2 separate regions of the Mus musculus genome follow, and region 1 is linked to region 2. The links are chromatin contacts, called in public HiChIP or PLAC-seq maps. All regions are on one chromosome and are shown on one strand. The core of a region is the stretch at or near the end of the contact, and the rest is flanking DNA. Distances in the headings are between cores, read along the strand shown. Region 1 holds the start of Psme1 (proteasome (prosome, macropain) activator subunit 1 (PA28 alpha)). Region 2 overlaps Zfhx2 (zinc finger homeobox 2).

Evidence for each region. HiChIP or PLAC-seq counts read pairs in DNA pulled down with a chosen protein or histone mark.
Region 1: a contact with region 2 is called in an H3K27ac HiChIP or PLAC-seq map of epiblast stem cells, with 6 times the contacts expected there. The contact joins the promoter of Psme1 here to the enhancer-like site in region 2. A contact is called at or near these places in 6 of 39 promoter capture datasets (the 3T3-L1 cell line, the C10 cell line, cranial neural crest and 3 more), 8 of 115 datasets of contacts at active chromatin or transcription factors (astrocytes, embryonic forebrain, embryonic hindbrain and 4 more) and 1 of 9 other capture datasets (pancreatic islet).

Annotation. Positions count from the first base shown.
Region 1 is chr14:55,577,040-55,580,504 of GRCm38.p6, forward strand. Psme1 (proteasome (prosome, macropain) activator subunit 1 (PA28 alpha)) reads left to right here and starts at 1,455. Exons shown (of 11, transcript NM_011189.1): 1 at 1,455-1,574; 2 at 2,556-2,588; 3 at 2,732-2,794; 4 at 2,892-3,002; 5 at 3,075-3,120; 6 at 3,291-3,388. The coding sequence starts at 1,536.
Region 2 is chr14:55,077,073-55,080,313 of GRCm38.p6, forward strand. All of the region lies in intron 1 of Zfhx2 (zinc finger homeobox 2), which reads right to left. Among named protein-coding and RNA genes, the nearest start is that of Zfhx2, 13 kb to the right of the region's middle. Within about 2 kb of position 1,694, at least 107 of the 459 cell types and tissues checked have an H3K27ac peak or open chromatin away from gene starts, as enhancers often do. A contact at or near this core is called in embryonic forebrain, embryonic stem cells, epiblast stem cells and 2 more, where this site is marked.

The DNA of each region.
Region 1 (3,465 bases), core at 205-2,704, 500 kb after region 2:
TGCTGACCTGTGTTTTCCTGTACGTGACTTCCATCCTGTTGGTTTCCGGGTCTTTCGGGGGCTGTGATGTCGAGGGACGGTACCACTAAAGCAGCCTTTAGATGCACCAGCTTCCCTCTGCGGATGCCAGGGCTACACAGAAAAACCTGGTCTCGGGAAAGAAAAAGTTGGAAAAATATTTCTGGATGTGTGAAAATTACATGAAACTCAAAATCTCCAATCCATAAGTTAATAATTCATTTATTTATTTTATTTTATTTTTGGTTTTTCCAGACAGGGTTTCTCTGTGTAGCCCTGGCTGTCCTGGAACTCACTCTGTAGACCAGGCTGGCCTCGAACTCAGAAATCTGCCTGCCTTTGCCTCCCAAGTGCTGGGACTAAAGGCGTGTGCCACTACACCGGGCAGTTCTATTGAAAGTCATCTGCACTAATTAATTTCGTGAGCTGCTTTCCTTTCAGGGTTATTACTATTCTGATTTTATACACACACACACACACACACACACACATATATATATATACACACACATATTTGTATATACATACATACACATAATTACTATATTACTACCCGCATATTAACACTTCCCAAAACTAAATAGCTATCACTAAGCCCTTGCAGAAAGTTTGCCTGGCTCCTGTTTAAACCATTGTATTATCCTGACTCAAAAACAAAACAAATGACAACAACAAAAATGGCTGGTATCAGAGTCACAGGTGCCAGTGGCCGTACTGAGCGGGGAAAGTACTTTCTGAAAAATGGTGGCGGAACATTTGAAGAATGATGGCAGAACATTCTCTCAGAAAAATTGACATCCAAGCTGAGAACTGGGTGAGGACATTAAGGGGAAGAGTGTTGCAGATTTCTCAAGGGCAGAGTCCTTGGAGCTGAATAAACACTGCCTACAAGTATTTGCTTGTGTAATGAATGAGTGTGGAAAGCAATGGACTTGAAGAGGATTGTGAAAGAAAAGTCTTTATGGATTTTATCATAGAGGCCTGAGTCCCTGCTGTGGGGGAGTGGTTTATTGGGGAATAGAGGGTGCCACAATGGCTTTGTGCAGAGCTGATTGACTCTTGTATAAGGATGGTGCCAGCATCTCCGCATAATCGTCTGGTGGGCGGGAGTATATTAGGCAGGGGACCACGCTGGGAAGACGAAGAGAGACCAGATCATACTCCAGATCATTAAGGATTTTAAACCCCCATGTAAGGCTTATTTATTGCCCTGGCCCTAGCAGAAGCAGGGGGTGCCGGGAAATGGCAGGCGAGGATGGGAAGGGGCAGGGGTGCTGGCGTTGGTTGGGAGGCGGGCCTGGCTGCCAAACGGAGAGACCCGAGCGCCGGGCGGAAACGCTACTCCGGCTGCTGGCGGAGCCCCCGCCTCTCAGTAGGCTGTCCCCGCCTCCTCCAGTCCCTCCACTCCCCAAACCCAGGAAGGCCGTGCAGGTTTCGAGCTGTGCTTTCGCTTTCCCTTCCCGCTGCCCACCCCAGGTTCCTCGTGCGGCGCTCACCACCACCCCCCGGCTCTGGCCATGGCCACACTGAGGGTCCATCCCGAAGCCCAAGCCAAGGTGAGCGTTGCGGGTTCGAGTGGGGAGTAGAGGCTTTAGAGAGGCGTGGTTCAGAGCAGACCAGAGCTCTGGGGGAGCCCACTTCCTAGCCCCCCTCACCTGAGTGGGGGTTGGGGGGGTTCTGCTCCCTAGCTACTGCCAGAAGCACCTGATCCCTTGGGAGTAGGTGAGGCGGCTGTGGTCCAGTGGGGTGAAATGGAGCCTAGAAGCTAGTGTGAAGTCTGCTGGCTTGGGGCCAGGGCTACACACAGAGACCTTGAGAGGGACTTGCCCTAGCCACCTCAGACTTTCCCTCGGAAAGGGCACGCACCTGCACTCTCTCTGCCCACTGTCTTAGGGTTCTGTTTGGTTTGAGACAGGGTCCCTCTATTATGTAGCTCTGGCTTTCCTGAAACTGGATATGTAGACCAGGCTGGCCTTGAACTCAGAGTTCCACCTGTCTGTACCTCTGGAGTGCTAGGATTAAAGGCCTGTGGTACCACGCCTGGCCACAGGGCTCTCTTATCGCCTCTTGCACAACTCTGGTGACCCAGAAATAAATAAATATATATATACATACACACACACACATACATATATATTTTTTGATTGTTTTGTTTTTCGAGACAGGGTTTCTCTGTGTAGCCCTGGCTGTCCTAGAACTCACTTTGTAGACCAGGCTGGCCTTGAACTCAGAAATCCACCTGCCTCTGCCTCCTGAGTGCTGGGATTAAAGGCGTGTGCCATCACACCCAGCTTGCCCAGAAATATTCTTATCCCCAAATTCAGCCTCCCTTGGGGATCCATTGAACTCTTCCCTGATTCAGGTGTGCTGAAAACTACCATACCACCCCAGGCCACCCTATATAGGGACCCATCTGACTTTCTTCAGATGTGGCTTCTCTATTCCCCAAGTCAGCCCCTACACCTAAAGGGAACTGTCCTCAAAAGAACTAGCCTTAAAGCTAGGTTTCTGAAGGGTTGCCTATCTATACCCTACAGGTGGATGTGTTCCGTGAAGACCTGTGTAGCAAGGTAAGACCTAACTCATCAGGGACCCCACCCCCACCCAGCTCCCCCAACTCTGGCCTCCCTCGCTGGGCAGTGTGAGCCCTTACATCACTGCCTTGGAAAGGGTGTTTGCTTCTGACCCTGTCCTCCTCCACTGTCTTACCCAGACAGAGAACCTGCTTGGGAGCTATTTTCCCAAGAAAATCTCAGAGTTGGATGCGTTCTTAAAGGTACTCGGGGGCTCCCCAGGCAAGGACTCAAGAGGAGCCCAGGGATGGGGGTGGGGTGAGATGAGAGGAACACCCTCATCTCCAGCCGTACCACTAGGAGCCAGCTCTCAATGAAGCCAACCTGAGCAATCTGAAGGCTCCATTGGACATCCCAGTACCCGATCCAGTCAAAGAGAAAGAGAAGGAGGAGCGGAAGAAGCAACAGGAGGCAAGCTGGGAGACCTGGGAGGTGGGCCAGCCATAGAGAGCATCAGCCTCAGTCCTGTCTTCCTCCCTACAGAAGGAAGAGAAGGAAGAGAAGAAGAAAGGGGACGAAGACGACAAAGGTACGGGGAAGCGAGGTGCTGGGAAGACACTGGTGACCCAGAGCTTCCAGGCTGCGGTTCTGCTTTCCCCTTTCCAAACTTCGCACGCCCAGTCATTCCCTGACCCACTGCGCGCTCTCTAGGTCCCCCCTGTGGCCCAGTCATTCCCTGACCCACTGCGCGCTCTCCAGGTCCCCCCTGTGGCCCAGTGAACTGCAATGAGAAGATTGTGGTCCTCCTGCAACGCCTAAAACCTGAGATCAAGGATGTCACTGAGCAACTCAATCTGGTGAGCTCTTCCGCCTTCGTCTCGGCTCCAGGCAGTGTCCTCAATGGTCCGGGCCAGGGCTCAATGTGGGCAGACGA
Region 2 (3,241 bases), core at 444-2,943:
CCAAAATGGGGGAACAGCTTAGCACACAGTAGGGCTGCTTAGCATGCAAGCAGTCCTGGGCTCAGTTCCCAGCTCTGCATCAGTTGGGGGCTGGGGGTAGGTTCATGCTTGTAATTCCAGTACTCGGGCAGTAGAGGCAGGAGGATCAGAAGTCCTGCCTACACAGCAAGTTCAAGACTAGCCTAGGATACATGAGACCCTGTAGAGTTAGAGGGGGTTAGGAGCGGGGAGGGAGGTTGGTTTGTGTGTGGGAGGAGCTGTCAGGCCTTCTTCAAAATTATCAGTTCCCCATGAATCCATCTAACTCCTCTTTCTCTCTGAATCAACAACAATCTCTAATGATAAACTGTCTAACATTCAGGCCACACTGGTTCAGAGAAAGGGCGAGGGGGTGGCCTCTTACTCCTTGGGCCGTCCTTAACCCTCATCTCCAGAGTCCCAGATTTGATATGGGTCCTTGGTCCAGGAGCCTGGTTGCTTTCCCACTTCCCTCTTCCCTCCTGCCCCTGGGAATCCAGCTTGGCCTGAGTCAGAACCTTCAAGAACCTTGAGGGGCAGAACTAGCATGCTAATGAGATGCAAATAAGTACCTGGAAATCAAAGGAAAATGACGAATCTGGGTGGGGCTGGGGGTGGAGCCCTAGCATTGATGGAGAAAGGCATTCCTTCTGAGGATCCTTGGTGGGACAGAGGATGCTAAGTTTGTTGGTTTGTGAGGGTTCAGTCATTTCCACAGGCTGGGCCCCACTAGATAGGGAGAGCTGAGGGTTGACATGGTGGGCCCTTTAACTCACCTGCCGGGGCAGCAGACGAGCCCCGCTTACAAGCATTCAGCTCCCTCTTGGCTCTCCACTCACAGTGCTACATCACAGCTCAGAGGCAGCCTGAATAGGACCCGACCCTGGAGTAACTCCCAGATTCCCGCTCTCTCTAAAGCTTAATTCTCCTACTAGAAAAGGACTGCTGGGTTGCTAAGTAGAAACCAAAGGGGCTCAGCTTTTGGCCAGCTTGTGGGTGAGACCCGTAACACAGCCGGGTAGGTCAGCTGGTGGCTTATTTAAAATTGCAAATCTCTTCCCTACCTCCCAGCCTATCCCTCCTCTTCAGGAGAGAATTTCCATTGCAAATTTATCTCTCCCCTACCTATTTCCCTCGTCCCTTTCTCCGAAGTTTCTCCCACCGCGCACTAGCGATTAGACTTTTGTGGCCAGGGTGTTCCCCACTTTTAATCCTTCTGCCTCCCGCTTCTGACTTCCCCCTCTGAAGCTCTAAGCCCCCTTTTTGTTTTGCCCTTCTTGCCTTGAACTGTTGATGGCACGAAAGCCTCTAAAAAATCGGGGCTCATCTACCTGCTATCCCTAGCCAAGATTCTCAGTCACCCCTGTCCCACAGCCATTTCTTCCTGTGGTTCCCAGCATTTCTTAAGAGCAGCTCTCCCGTGGGCCTGGTCTCACAGGAGGGTAGAGGCAGAAGGCAGCCGCCACAGACCATGACATTACAGCTCAGAAGGAATTGGAGCGAAGGCGGCTGGTGTTCTGGAGGTGGGGGACAGTAGAGGAAAGGGCTGGGCCTCCGCAGAGCAGGCAGTGGCAGCCGTGTGATTAGAGCGGAGATTGATGTGAAGGGGCGCCACAGACCGCAGAGCGAGTCAATAAAACCGGAGGATCGCATTAGAGGCGACAGGGAGAGCTTTAAATTACAAGGCTGCTGCCACCACGGGGAATGGAAGGAGGGAGCCCTGGAGCCTAGGGAGGGCGGAGAGTTCTGAGGGTGCAGTCGCCCCGAAAGATGGATGGATCGACAGCTCTAAAGCGGCCCTCAGTCCTGGGAGCTCCCTCGTGGCCTTCCATTCTTCCCTCCCGTCCCAGCTCCTCACTAGGGTGAGGTGGAGAGGAAGGGATAAGGCAAGGCTGTGGAGAAACAGGCTTTTCGTTCTGGGAACTGTCTCCTTCCCCCTTCCGCCAGGTTTTCCTGTCTGCCTGTTACTCAAGAGAGGGAAGCCTGGGAGTGCTTTCAAGGCTCGACAGGAACTGCTGTCCCGCAAACAGAAGGCAGTCATAATTACTGACCTGAAGAGTAAGGCATATATGTACACACACACACACACACACACATATATCAGGAGGCAGAAACTGAAAGGCTTGAATTTGAGGTTCAGCATACAAGTGGAAGATCTTTAAGGTAGTCTTTGAGACCCTGTAGGATGGGAAACTGACAGACAACTAGAGAAGTCCTGGAGCCAGGGGGCAAGGGCAGAGCATGGAAATGGAGTTAGAGGCGCCACAGAATTTGAAGCCACGGTGGCCCAGGGTGTTTCCCTCCAAGCCCCACCTGGATCAGATTAGGAGAAGCACCACTGCCCCCTGCTGGTCACAGAGGGAACACCACCAAGCCCCAGCTCTGCAAACCGAATAAACAAAACCTGCCCCCCTCCATTTCCTCAGGCCCAGTGAAGGGCAAAAGATTTTGTGGCAACAGCTTGGGCACCAAGACTCTACCAGCCCTGAGCTTTACATCTTCAAGTGTAAGAGACCAAAGTCATGCTGGCCCGGGCCCTCACCAGCACTCAACCTTGCTTATCCAGACTACTTCCTCACGTGGAAACCTGGGAGTAATGGGGTGAGGGCCATAAGGGCAATCAATATACAGAGTGCATGGCCTGGGTGTCAGTGAGGGCCATGCTCTACCCCCTGCTTGGCCATCCCCTCCCTCGGGGCAGAGCACAGTGTTTGGAAGGAGGCTGGCATTCCTCCTGCTCCGCCTCTCAATGGGGCCAGGTTCACACCTAGTCCTCCCACCATTTACTGCTTTGCTTGGCGATTATCCCTCTTTGCCCCTCCTCTAAAGCCCAGGCTGGCAGTAGATTACCCATGATCCTCCTGCCTCAGCTGATAGGTCGAGATTCCCTAGGAGGTTGGCAGAACTCAAGCCTTACTTACTTGGCCTTGGTTTATTGTTCTGCTGCTGGCGATTGAACCGGGGGTCTTGCATATGCTGGACGAGGCTTTACCTCTGAGCTCCTCACTCAGCTCTTGGCTGCTGGGTCTGGAGACACTCATCACCTCAGAGCAAAAGGAGGATGTTTCCCCGGCTCACACGCAGGCTAGGGAAGCAGCTAATACTGAGCCCAAACTGGTATGGCCTCCCCCTGCAGCATTTACATTCCCTTTGGATCTGGAGTCACAGGCAGTTGTGAATCACTAGACATGGGTGCTGGGAACTGGGACCTCACAAGAGCAGT